Linked DNA regions of Mus musculus: region 1 is linked to region 2. The links are chromatin contacts, called in public Hi-C maps. All regions are on one chromosome and are shown on one strand. The core of a region is the stretch at or near the end of the contact, and the rest is flanking DNA. Distances in the headings are between cores, read along the strand shown.

Evidence for each region. A called contact is a pair of places that touch in the nucleus more often than the background predicts.
Region 1: a contact with region 2 is called in a Hi-C map of uterus, with 4 times the contacts expected there. The contact joins two enhancer-like sites. A contact is called at or near these places in 1 of 15 datasets of contacts at CTCF or cohesin (large pre-B cells), 17 of 484 Hi-C or Micro-C datasets (bone marrow-derived dendritic cells, bone marrow-derived macrophages, cardiomyocytes and 10 more), 9 of 115 datasets of contacts at active chromatin or transcription factors (the 230-238 cell line, acute myeloid leukemia, craniofacial prominence and 5 more) and 4 of 9 other capture datasets (adipose tissue, embryonic tail, liver and 1 more).

The regions. Positions count from the first base shown.
Region 1 is chr6:50,911,059-50,917,981 of GRCm38.p6, forward strand. No RefSeq gene overlaps it. Among named protein-coding and RNA genes, the nearest start is that of Gm31631, 5.5 kb to the left of the region's middle. Within about 2 kb of position 4,278, at least 4 of the 459 cell types and tissues checked have an H3K27ac peak or open chromatin away from gene starts, as enhancers often do. A contact at or near this core is called in uterus, where this site is marked.
Region 2 is chr6:50,808,002-50,815,108 of GRCm38.p6, forward strand. C530044C16Rik (RIKEN cDNA C530044C16 gene) reads left to right here. Exons shown (of 5, transcript NR_045984.1): 5 at 6,143-6,893. It overlaps Gm31455 (a long non-coding RNA gene), which reads right to left. Exons shown (of 5, transcript XR_869068.3): 2 at 5,012-5,106; 3 at 3,190-3,319. Among named protein-coding and RNA genes, the nearest start is that of Gm31455, 11 kb to the right of the region's middle. Within about 2 kb of position 5,465, at least 11 of the 459 cell types and tissues checked have an H3K27ac peak or open chromatin away from gene starts, as enhancers often do. A contact at or near this core is called in uterus, where this site is marked.

The DNA.
Region 1 (6,923 bases), core at 3,028-5,527, 100 kb after region 2:
TTCTCCTCTATTCTGGGCATTCAACACTACTAACCACTGACCTCCTGGGCCCTGTGCTACCGTTTTATGGTCTCCGAGGGCCTAATAAATCGTGGTAAATGAGGTGTATCACAGAAACTTATGCCATGGTGGTCAGGAAGGGGAGAGAGAGAGAGAGAGAGAGAGAGAGAGAGAGAGAGAGAGAGAGAGAGAGAGAGAGAGAATATCATAACTCTTCTGGATTTCTCCTGTCCCCTTTAGTCAGAGCAGGCCCTGGCCCATGGAGACGACCTGGAGTGGATCTCCCCTCATAGGGGGGATGAATCCACCCAGGACAGGAGGTTCTAGGATATATAAGAAAGCAGGATGAGGATGAGCAAGCCATGAAGAGCAATCCAGTAAGCCCCATTCCTCCATGGTAACAAACTTCAGTTCACTCATCAGTAGACTGGAAGTTCAAATGCAGGTCTAATTACAAATGACACTAGATAGTGACATCTCAATTGCTAATATAGTAGTCTGAATGTATGACAAAAGTGCAACATAAGCTTTTGATACATACAGCAACCCAAAGAGATCAATAACAATTCTGAGTATATTATTTAAAAATATAACACATAATATATAATATATATAGTACATATGTAATAGTATAATATACATAATGTATAAGTATAATACCATATATACTACACATATATTTTATAAAATATTAATAGTATTATATATAATACTATATATAGTTCATATATATTATGTAGTATATATTATATTATGTATTATTAGTTATATATTATGTATTATATATTATATCATAACTCATCTATTTATTATATAATCTAATATATATTTATATATATTAGTATCTGAAATAAATATTGTTTCATACTATCAAAATCTTGTGACTAAGTTTTAAAAACCTCATTGAATTTCTAAAATTTATAACCTCATTAAAAAATTAAAAGGTGGAAGTAAGTTCATTGATAAGTATAAATTATTTTTTAAAAAAGAATTAGTATAAAATAGTTTCCTCTGAATGACTGATTTACCTTGAGCTTAGCTGCACTTACATTGCCTCTTGCCCTTATTCAGACCTCTTCTAAGGAAATAAATCACCTTTTCATTCTAGAAGGAAATGGAATGATGACTACCCCATGAGAAGACAAAGGAGAAATAGCCCAAGTTCATAAAATAAGAATGGAAACCCCTTTCCTCCTGGTTGGCAGGAGGGTGTGCATACCTCACCGCAATACACCCTGAGTCTTTCAAAATCATTCTCTCTACTGCTGTTTTCCAAGGCTCACGAGTTCACAAAGCTGTATTGTCCACAGTCACCTCCCCCGAGAGCCCATGGCCAGGGATGGTGTGCTGTGTAGCCTAAAAGGGCAGCAGTTTGATCACATCGCAGAACAAGAACCAACAACAGATATGGATGTAGCTTAGTGATAGAGCACACCCTTAACATATACAAGGCAATAGTCCAGATTCACTGAACAATAATTGCCCATGCCCCCCTTGAATATACAGACCTAGAGATCTGCTTATGTTTTTCTTTGTGTGGCTCACTCTTGTCAAAAAGTTGTCATGCCATGTAGGGCTCCACATGCAATGGATTCAAATCTGGGAAGCAGTTGGGGGATTTTTTCCCCTTCTCTTGGGAAGCCTGCTTGATTGTTCAGAAGAGCCTCTGGGGAACCTTTGTTAAGCAACGCTGGGTAGGCAAGTCTTTGCTGAAACCCATGCTGTTCATTGGTACCTTGACTGGAGCTATTCCCACAGAGTGGTGTAGGTAGAACCCAGGTTAGAGGGCATTCATAGGAGAGTGGAGCGAGATGAAAGGGAGAAGTCAGGTTATCAGTTTCAGGGGGTTTGACATAACCAGAGATGGTAAAACTGGCCGTGAGAAGGGAATGATGTGAGCTGAAGAAAAGGGTCTGCCTAACCTTGTGTGGGGGATTACAGTAGATTTGTGTGTGAATGGGACAAGGCTGGGCAGGGGATAGTTTGTACTTAAGAAAAGATAGCAGGCACTGAAGCCTGTTTTGAGTGAGAAAGAATGGCCAGTACTCCACATGTCATTGAAGCATTTATCCCAGACAGCTCATTTATGGCAACCTGGGACGTGTGGCACCCAGGAATAGGTGCGTCTGGTAGGAGAATACAGCCACTGTAGCCTGTGAAAGTTCCCTCTGGACTGCCCGATTTTCATAATGAAATAAAGCATTGAGCTGAGATGAGGACCGAGGACTGTGAGGAGGAAATAGAAATGAACCATCTAGCTGAGCGGCAAGATAAACAGTCAAGACGCACAACTCAAAAAAGCTTATTTCTGGACTGTGACATGATATGTTTAAACTTGACCCAACAGACTCTAGCTGTCAGTTCAAGCTTTGAATTGTGATTGGAATTGTCAGGTGGTGACAACCTAATGCTTTCTACACACTGGGAAAGCTTAGAGTCTGTGAATGTATGTTCATAGCTTCTCAAATATTGGTCTACAGAAACAAAAATATTTTTAATGAAATAAAATAAAACAATTCTCCCAAGATGAGGATGGACCTGACACTAGGTCCCTTCAAAAGTTCTTTGTAACCATTTCAGGGGCTTGAGGAAAAACTGTAAGTCAAGAAGGAATGAGTGAGATGGACCAACATCCCTAGTGAGATATATAGAACATCATATTCCCATGTGTCCTCAGAGAACACTTACAATGGTTGGCAGCTGGTTACCACACCTCGTGGGCAGAGATGGAAACACACAGCAAGGACACCCTATCAAATAGGTTCTGCAGAGGACTTCCAACTGGGTTCTCAGTAGGAATAGCTCTCAAGGGGTCAAGATAGATAGAAGGAAGGCTCTCTGCTTCACAGCTCTTGCTCACTGCCCTGCTCACATTTCTGTGATGCTCCACTGCATGTCTTATGGTTCTTCTCCACCCACCCTCATCTTTGTAGGCACTGCTTTTTTCAAAACCTACTTTAATAAAGATTCTTAAATGTTTCAATCTCCCTTATAGCCCACCAAACAAAGGTAGGGGAGGAAGATGGTTAATAGGACAAAGGGTGTGTGGACCTGTTTGGAAGTAGTTCTTGGGGAAATTCTAATTTTCATTGTCAGGATACCAGCAGTGGAGTCCAATAGTGTCACCAAACACACATCAGCCGCAAAGGCTCAATCCATAATAACCTTGAGGCTCCCCAAAATTGGCACAAGTCTGAGAGGCAGCTGGCATACCACAAGGAGTTCTTCCGTGAGTTACTCACTATGAACTCACAAGTGAACATAAATGAAGACCAGCTTAATGCCACAAGGTGTGCCAATGCAAGAGCATCATCAGCAAAGACCAGGGGAACGTGGCAAGGTGAACCAATGCAAGAGTGTCCTCCTACTGTCTGTGGAGTTCTGTTTATATTCTTTCTAAACATCGCACGCCCTCTCAAGCGTCTACTGCAGCAAAACACCACATGCCCTTTCACAAAACAGTTTCCAGAAAAATACCATGTGTCTGTTTTAGCAAAACATCGCCTCATAAGACAGCTTCCAGAAAAAACAGCACGTGACACAACTGAGTCTCCAAAGAGACCAGAAATATCCACTTCATATCTCCCCAGTGAGAACGGGCATAAGAGAAAGTCTATGAGGAGGCAACTTCTTTGGGTGAGACCAGACAGGGCACTGCCCCAATTCATAACCTCAATTTAGAAGAGATTCAAGCGCAAGTATAAAAAGATGTGTTTGTGTCATCATGGCAATCTCAAGGCCCTTTGTAGCCATGTCCTATGCAAAGCTGAGCTCTGATGCTCTCTTGCTGGATGATTCTGAGCAGCCTCTTCACTCTCTTGACCTAGGTGTCCTGGTTCTTAAAATAGGATGCTGGTGGTGGCATCAGGGTTGCTTAGACGATTGCATTCCCTTTGCTTTGCTTGCTTAGTTCTTTGATCTAAGCTTGGGGAAGTGGGTTGGTACAGGTAAGAGTCTTCTAAACCACCATGGAGCTATCCTAGCATAAGGCTTTGCCTTAGAGCATCTTGTTGTGGAGAAAGGCTGTGCCTCTAAGAGACTACTGCTCTTCTTATCCACAGTTCAACTGTTTTATAAACTGGTAAGAGAGCAGCCCAGGAGCGGTAGCAGCTGATGGCTCTCACCAACAGAGCAACAAGAACATCCATTGATGCCAAGTTCATAAACGAGAAATACTCCCCCCTAGAAATGCTGAACACCAGAGCTTTCCTAATGATCTCTCGGACTGAAAGGGCTAACCGATTGAGATGTAGTTGAGTAACTCTGCTGGTTGTCTCTCCTGACAGCTCTTTCCACACCCAGAAAGTTAGCAGCTGAATGTCCAGCCAAGCCTGGGTACTCAGCACAGCCCAGTGCGAGCGAACCCACATGTTGTGTACAAGTCTTCCAAAGAAATAAAGACAAATAAAGATTGACTGAGGAGGAGAAAGGTAAAATACCTTATTATTTATAACTAAACAGAACTGTGGAGAAAAATATTTTTGCAAGATCAATGGCTGGATTTAGTAGTATAGGGTCTGTTTTAAATTTTTTTTTTTTTTTTTTTTTTTTTTTTTGGCCAGTTCACTCATGGGTAGTTTTATTTTGCTGAAAAGGCACAGAAAGGGGTTAGGAAAATTAACATTAATTCGATTTTATTTCTCTTGGCTACTGGCCATAGAGTTCAAATAGAGTGCAGCCTCTGGCCAAGTTCTGTCACAAGCAAAATTCAAAATACACAGCTTAACTCACTCACTTTTTTTTTCTGACATAAAAAGGGTAGAGCTGGGGGGAAGCAGAAAAAGAAGTATATCTTATTTTCATCTTCCTTTAATTTTCTTTTTGAGAAAACAAGTTGGAAGTGGTAGGACTAGGCAAGATACAAAGTTATGTATCAACTACGTGAACTATTGATGTCTGAGTAGCTAACACAACACATGCCAGTGAACTAAAGCTCCAATCTCTTCGCTCAAGACAGAAGAGTGGATGATGATCACTGCATCTCACATTCCTCCAGTCCCTGCCCCTTCCACACACACACACACACATCCACGACGCACCCACATGGCACGGCAGGCCTGTGGAGGTCAGTGGGCAACTTGCAAGAGTTGGCTCTCTCCTTCCATCTCATAGGTTCCCCAGAATCACCTCAAGTTGTCAGACTTTCTAGCAAGCATCTTAACCCACAGAGACACTGCACTGGCCTCAAGCCCTGCTTTCAGAACAGGCAGGGATCCAATTGCTTCCCAGCCCCTCTAACACAACCCTACCAGGACCACTGTAATCTCTGTGCCGAACATAAAAACAGTCCTCGAGAAGGCCCTTCATGCTCCTTTTCCAGAAAATTCTCCACTCAGTCAGTTACCCAGTAGCTCTGTAGTATTCTTGCTTTGGCTTTATTTTCCAGCCATAAATACGTGAAGCATCCCTCAACCAGGCATGGACACATGCGCATCCCTCTGCTTCAACCCGTTTTACTTGGATAAGCAGCATGGCTCAATTCCTTTCCTTTCAGGCCAGTACCGAATGCCTCAGATCTTAGAGGGCTACTTCTAGATCATTCTGTGCAACATTCAAACCTTCACCTAGTGCACTATAACCACTTTAATTTTTTAATTTTTTTCTCTGTAGTGTGAACTAAAATTTTACATACGTTTTTTTTGTTTGTTTTTGTTTTTGTTTTTGTTTTTTTTGCTTGAAGTGAGCAACATCCCAATAGAATTTTTTTTCCACTCAGCATGTTTGTTGATATTGCCCAAATCCCTCCAGTTCGAATTCGAGCTCCTTGGGGAGTGGTTTTGTTGGCTTGTTTATGGACCGACAGTACCAGACATAGATTTGATGTCAAATAGATGTCAAGAGAACAAATGAACAGGTGAGTGGGTAGTTAAGTAACTACACACAAAAGAAAGGGAAAGAAGATGAGTGAGCATGGAAGGGAAGAAGAAAGCAGGCTAAGTGTTTGCGGAGTCCCATTGGGTGGTGAAAGTATAAGACCAGTGTGAATCTCCACAGCTTCTGTCCTGAAAACCTACTCCTACTGTAGAGAAGCTCACTGGATTGTCTCTGAGTCTGGTTAATTTCATTATATATATATATATATATATTTTCAACTTTGTAATAACAACTTTAAAGTAAAAAAGAAAATAACCACCAAATATATACGCCTCAAGTGAATAGCATGGTTGATAATTTGTAATTTTCTTGGTTTTCCTGAATATATGATATAAAATATGATGTTTCTGGGCTGGAGAGATGGCTCAGTAGTTAAGAGCACTGACAGTCCTGAGTTCAAATCCCAGCAACCACATGGTGGCTCACAACCATCCGTAATGAGATCTGATGCCCCCTACTGGAGTGTCTGAAGACAGCTACAATGTTCTTACATATAATAAATAAAAACCAAAATCTTTTTTTAAGAAAAGAAAAGATCTGCTGTTTCCACCATACAAAGAAATCATGACATTTAAGTGATTTTTGTAAAATTTGAGATCTGGATAAAATTGGAGAACATATACTCTTTGGGATCAGGTCTTGAGATAAAAGTCCAAATTGTTTTAATGATGCTGTCACCTGAATCACCAAGTCTACCCACAGGCTCCTGGCCATCTCCTCTGTGCCCTCTACTCTGTCCTTCAAGATCAAACTCCTGAGATCACTCTGCCCCACCACCACCACCCCCGCCACCCAGTACACGGTCACTACCATCACATTCCCGGTGGCCAGCTTTCCTCCTTACTTATAGACCACAGCTCATCTAAGACTCTTAGACCTTCTCTGCCTATGTTTTCCTACCCACTCCACACTTCAAGTCCCTCATCCTGCCTGCTTCTGAATCGAATCTCTGTTTTCTAACTTCTCCCCTTCAGGCAGCTTCCCCACCTGAAAATCTTCTGGAACCCAGACCTAACCATCTGCTTCACTGGTCTAGAATCTCTCATCTA
Region 2 (7,107 bases), core at 4,215-6,714:
ATGTCTGGTGACACACAGGTGTACTAGCTAGTTACGAGTCTAAGTTTTAAGTGTAAACTAAGAATTTTGTTTCTCTTCATCCCATACCCCTGCTGTAAATGGCAATCTTCAGAGAACCCGCCCCCCGGCCCCCCGGTGTGAAGTGGATCTGATTTTTCCTACTGTGAGGCAACAAGAGGAGCCTTCAGAATTCCTTTGAGTGTTCTTAGGACACTTAGGTAGGTCTAACAAGTCTCTTCCCCAAAAGATACATGTGTTGGTGAAAACAGCTCAGTTTTTGAAGAAAAGGGAACCTACCTGCAGTTCTCAAAATGACCAGACGGTGGCAGTACACCATCAGTGATGCCATAACTTTTTTTGAGGTTTAAAGTTTGAGAAAACTGAATGCTGAATAGGTTTTTATGGGGACACAGAATTTTCGGTGCTAGAGCTCATTAAGCAATGCAGATAAAAATGGATAGCCTACAAAAATTTAATTTCTGTTTTCAACAGTATTTAGTTCATTGTTCAAAGTTGGTGATGCTATAGCTATCTATCCATCTTTAGGGTGAGCGTTGCCTTAAAGCTGATGGAGCACCGCCTAGAAAACAAAACAAAACCCTCAGTGCAGGGCTTAGGAAAGAATGTCCTACAAGGAGAGGGATGCTAACCTTGGTTTAAATATAAATTAAACCCTCATCATCTTTTACAGTTAAGTGAAACTTCTCGAGACAGCGGTGAAAGGTCTCCCTTCAGATATCCAACCAGACTTCACCTGAGGGGTTTTTCTCTCTGGCTTTAACTTTGTATGCCCCCCCCACCCCCCAAGCCTTTGAAGTGGTTATTTTAATATTTGTTGTGCTAGTGAAAGGGCCTGGTTTTAGTCTCTGTTCGCATTGCATTTCCAGGCCAAACATTTGATGTTTTTGCATCGCTCCCTTCCGGGGACCACGACTCCACTTTGTTTTATGACCAGAGCTGAAGCCAGCACCCATGACCCCGGAGAAGGGGACTGAGTTATTTATCCCCTCGGACGTTTCATTAAAGCACGGTTCATCTCCGCAAACAGTGTTTCCTAAACATGCTCTCTGATTACACAGAATGTTTTGCCTGTCCAGCTAAGCCATATTTTTTTAAGGGACATTTTTAAACACGCATGTTCAGGAACTCGAGCACCCGGTGGGGCGGGGGCAGCCCGGTGTGCAGCATTTAGAAGTGGAGTTGCTTCCTAATAAATACACAGCGGGGTCCTACAGGCGTGGGAGGTCCGTTCATATTTGTGGGAGTTAAGAGCATGGATTCCAAGGGAATTCAGAGTACAGACACTTAAAATAACACCAGTAAAGCTACATTAACCGCAGTGCCCTCAACACGTTGCCTTGAATGTGGTGCAATTTTTATTAGGTGAGGTTTTGTATGTTAAAGCCAGAAAACAAAACCAAACAGAAAAGCCAAAGAAACGGGCAAAACTTGGGATAATCCCTCTGTAAATATTTAATGAGAAACAGAACTGAGGTAGGTCGCCATTCATCTACTTTGATAACAGAGTCTGTGGAGGCTCTCCTAGTGGACTCTGGGGCAGCAGGGCAGATCTCCCCTGGAGCAGCTCATCCAGGCTGTGGCTAACACTGACATACTGACACTTGTCACGTTCAGCCGGATGGCAGCTCATGTGGGCAGGACACGTTTGACCAGAATTCCCCAGTGTCCCTCTGGAAGGGAAGTGGGTTATGTTTCGTGACCAGGGTTATCTTTATTTACTCATGTTCAGGTCAGCAGAAGAAAACGCACTGCATTAAAGTGTCGCAGGGCCATCATCCCCTCTGCTTCACCAGCCTGGGTTTCTGTTCTGGATCCCGTCTGCCTCCCACTCCCACCCCCACCCTCCAGTCCTCCCAGGGCAATCCTAGCTTAGCAGCTGCCAAGAAGTCAGAAGTGGCTGACCTGCAAGCCCCTTAGAGTCACAGCCTGTGTCAGGAACAAAGAAAAGACTACCTCATGTCCCTTGCAGATGCACTGAGAAATCTGAGGTCACTCTGTGAGGATACATCTGATGCCCTCCGTTCTCCTCTATCAGACTCCTTTACTGACAACCGAGACCCCTCACAGTGTCTTTTGATTATCAAGTGAATGGGATAGTATTTCCAAGGCCTTTCTGTAGTAAACTCTCATCAGCCTGATTCTCAGATAGAGTATGAACTTAGAATACTGAATTATGAACAAAACAGAGAGATGACTTAACTGAAGGAGGCTCTAACGAGTATGCGTATGCTTTGACAGATGTAGAGTATTTTTGATTTTGGATTTTTTTCCTTTGGGGGAAAATATTTTATTTACTTTTCTTATGTCCATCTGATAGGCATTATCAATAAGTGGAAAGAATTAGCTTTCACGGATTCCATGGTGAATGGTAAGTGTGGTAGATACATTTAACCTGACTGTATCATGATACGTATTCATGATTAGTGAATTGTAGTGTTGTGGTTCATGTCTTAGTCTTTCAATAGTAACCATAATACCCTAGTATAATCATTAGATGTACTATCTAAAAAATGGAACTGTTGGCAAAGCCCACCCCCCATCACACACACACACACACACACACACACACTTCCTTAAAGCAGAGCTTACCCCTGTGTTCTTAGCCACCACTGAATTTTTTTTTTTTTTTTTTTTTGCTCTCAACTTTCACTAAATAACTAGAGGTGGCCACCAGACAATAAATTCTCCTTGATAGCCCTTCCCATCTCCTTCAAGATGTAGCACAGCACAGCTTGCTCCTGAGAAATTTAAAACGCTTTTGTTTGTTGTGTGCTGTGGCTTAAATTACCTCCCAACTTCTTTTTTCCTAAGTAGCTGTAGCTGATGATAGAGAGAAACAATTGGATCGCTCTGGAGACTCTACCACTTTAAAATATATTTTCACCGCCCTAATTCCCCTTTGAAATAACGTTTCTGTTAGCAATTAAATAAAGAGTTTAAGAGGGAGTGTCACGGTGTCTATAAATAAGCTTGAGAACATCATTTATAAAGAACCATATTTTTACAATCTCATCCCCACTAAACAAAACAACACTATCTGGCACCTGCGCACTGAATGTCTCATGTTGTTCTTATTGTAGAATTTCCCCTCTCCTTTTGAGATTGAAGATAATTACTGAATGTGATAGAAACTTTATAGCCATTAAAAATAGAACAGAAAAATATTACCAGACGGCAAGTTGTTCAGAATAAATAAGAAACAGGACTCGGGCTCTGTCTGAATACTGCTCAACGCTGCCTGGTTCTGTGGCGGCCTAGGTTTCCTTTCTCTTGATTCTGTAAAGGAGTTTGAAAGAGGCTAGGAAAAAAAATGTGAAATTGTTGCTTAGTTTTGTGGAAAATATGGGGCTGAATGCTAGATTTGAGATACCATAATCTCTCCCCATCCTCTCCCAACCTGTTTTCCCAGTGACAATTAGGTTATTTAGTAGAGGGATTGATGTCCAAACACACCCTGGTGGAAACAGTAACACAGGCCCCTCAATTTGTTGCGCTCATTAAGGGCTTTAGGCTTTTTTCCTTCATTGCTGTTTGAGAAGACAATGATGGGAATTAAATCCATACACCTGGGCGCTTTCCTCACTAAAGTCGGCTGTAGCTTTCAGAAATCTCTTTCCTTCCCTTCAGTGTCAAAAATCTTAGATCTTAAAGAAGAAATTAAAAAAAGGAGAGAGAGAGAGATACACAGAGAGAGATACAGAGAGAGAGGGAGGGAAGAAGGAAGGAAGGAAAGAAGGAAGGTAGGAAAGTCAGTCTGCAGAGAGGTAAGATCCTTTGTGGTTTGAATGCAGATTTGGTCAGCTTTGATCTCTTTAAATTCATCTTTCTGTACTTCAAAAATAAGGCCTCCACTCTAAGATTGTCTGATGGAATTATTTAACTTGATCTTTACCTAAATATAGCATCATATTCCCAAGCCTTTGTGTAGGATCATGATACTATAATTTCAGAGTGGGTAGATGGAGCTGATGTCTGGGACCTGTCAGGTTTAAAGGGAAAATGATTCCCTTTTCTCAGTCAGTGAGTTTCCAGCTATGAAGTCTCAAATTCACTCAAACCATGAGGCAGGGGCTCCTCACCTAGCAGCTGGGTTCTGACCAGAAGTTTGGGGGGTTTGGGGTTATGCCAAGTTTACTGGGCAATTTACACGCTACATGTCATGAAATCCTTCCAGCCTCTGGGCTGGCCTCTTGCAATAGACATATTTGATAAGGAGGCTGGGGTTCCTGTGCTCCCGATAGACATCATGAGTGTTACATAGCTATTGGGTGAGACTCAGAGCTCAGGCTACTAGATGTCCCAAGTGACTGAGGGTACATCCATCTCCTGTCTCCCCAGCCGCTAGAACTCAACCTGTCAGGCTTTGTATGGGAAGGGTTTTACCCACTGAACCATCTTACTGGCCCCACAAAATGTCTCTGTGTATAACTGATCTTACTATTCTGCAGCAAACATACTGGAAGTAGTCATATGCTAGATTACTTCAAGATGGCAGATGAATGCAAAGAGCCCCAGATGGGATTTGGCGGGTGGGACGTTAGTGACCAACTCTAACTGGTTAAATGCATAGGACTTGCAGAAGATGTTACAAGCATTAACAGCCTTTCTAAAGGGAGTATTCACCACTGAATGCAGCGGGAGGCCTAGCTGGGATGATACAGAGTTACCTGCTGGAGGAGGAGGACTGAGTCCAACAAGCAGTCGGCATTGCTTGCCTCTGTACGCACTGCAAGCATGCTCAGGGTGCAGACAAACTTCCTCTGACTCCATGCTACTTATTTCTATAGTCATTACAGGAAGCACAGCCTTTGTTATGAACAAGAGTGATACAGAGTTGCCTTCGGGGGCAACTATGTGGCCTCAGGATTCGCATCTCTCATTCCAAGTGGGGTTGTCAGGGAACAGCCGCTCCGTTTGGGAACAGTTTGTGAAATCAGTACTAGCCAGACTATGTTCTCAAGAACTCGATTCTGCTGCTGATAAAACTCACAGATCATCCGCTGATGTCGGCGGCGCTGCCCACGGGTTTGAGAAACAGAAAATGGCTCTGGGAATTTTGCCGAATAAGGATTGTAGGTGCAGATCCTGGCAAAAGGAGAGAGAAGAGACCTGGGGTGAAGGGTGGGACACGGGGGTGGGCCTTTGAATAATTGCCGAGGCTTTCAAGAAAATGTTAGCATTTATCTTCCCGCAAGGTTTGCCTCACTGAAGCTGAGCTGTTTTGCTCTGTTCAATGAGATATTGATGGAGCGCTGAACTCTGTGATAAATGTTAACTTTTTAATGCACACTGTGTCCCAGAGGCAAGGCCTATGTGGGCTATTGAGAGAAGCAGGCTCAACGAGCCGCTGCTCAAAATTCCAGGAGGTTAATCGACAAATCAGCCTGGAAATGGGGGAACCAGCTGCACGCCTGCTCTACTCTGGCTTTTCTCACAATCCAAGGCATCTGGGTACCATCTTCATGCACAAATAGCCCGTTTCTCAACTTCTCTGGGGTTTTGGCTGACGGGACCATTTGTTTTTTATTATTATTAATGGCATCCTCTTTTCTGACAGGCTCCAGACAACCTCGCTGGTTCAGGTCACCAAGGTAGTCTGGGAAGTAGGGCTCCTCAGCAGGCCCTTTGCCTGGCACTGTAGTGTGGCTGGGCTAGCAGGTCATGGAACTTTTTGTCTTCCTGCCCCCAGTTGTTCTTAGGAGTGAGTTGTGGTGGAGACACAGAGTTCTGGAGATCCATGCTGATATCTGCGAAGGACCCAAAGATACAGAAAACTCATGCCTGCTCCAACTGAGCTGCATGTTAGACTCAATGATGCAGAGGTCACACCCATGGACGTGGATGTCATCGCTTTAGACTGCAGCCAGGATGTGGGACTTTCAACAAAGCTGCCCAGAGGATTCAACATGCAACAGATCTGAGAACCACAGACTCAACCCAAAGTTCATCCGAAAGGCTCCAGGATGGCAAAAGATGTTTCCTTTCTAAACATCACTCACCAGTGCTCCTCTCCCAACTCCAAAATGAAAACTCTCCTCTTTCTCTAAGAATAGAAAGTAGGGATCTGGTGGTTCTTGGGTATAATTGAGTTTAATGTATATTTTTTTTCTCTAAAATCTAGGTGAGAGTCCTTAAAGCCATGAATCCAAGCACACATGTCCAAGAAGACACAGGAGGTTCAGTATTTCCTACTTAAAACTAGAACTGTTGGTGGAGAAGCTTGGCAGAACCAGTGCTGCCGAGGACCTTCCCTGAAAAGTGATATTCTACTCTGAGACAAGCTGTACACGGGCAGAAACACATGCCCGGTGTCACCTAGCCTCTGTGACAGTCCCGGCAGATCACTTTAGTGCCACCCTCCTCTATAGAGCACACTAAGTTGTCAGTGATGGGATGGATCTTGACCTATTGTTATCCTTTGTTTATTGATTTTTTTCCCCTTTAGTTTGAAAGCAACGTGGATCTCCATCTAAAACTATCATTCAAAATTCATTCAGTATTTCCTGAAGGAACTGAAATGTCTAACTCACCAAACAAAGACCTTCTACCTCACAAGTCACGCTGTTTGGGCTTGGACGCTGTAGGTTAAAACTTCCAGGTTGTCGAAGAGAATAACAGATTTGAATCAACTCAAGTTCTGTGTCTTGTCTTTGTAATCCCGGCAAGCACTGTTTATCCCACATCTATTATTTAAGAGTGTGTCAGGACATACGGCCAAAGACAGAACTCCAAGGATCTTTCATGGCTCCAAACCACCATAAGTATCCTGTGCACGTTGTCTGTCGTTGCCTTTGTGTGCATGACCGTGCGATTTGTAAATTTATCTCCTTGTGAAATATGTTTGTTTTAAATAATATAAATGTGCTAATTTGAAGCAAATGTACTTACTAATTTATTTATTTGTTAAAATGCATTCCTTCAAACACAGACCAAGTGATTTGAGGGGTTAGGAACATCTTTTCATTGTATGGATGGCACGTGGTGATAATAAAAAGCAGACTGACTTCAGTCAATTTTATTGTTGTTTGACGTTCTCTGTAGACAACATGCCCCCTCACTCCTTACCCCTGGAGCAGACCACTTAAT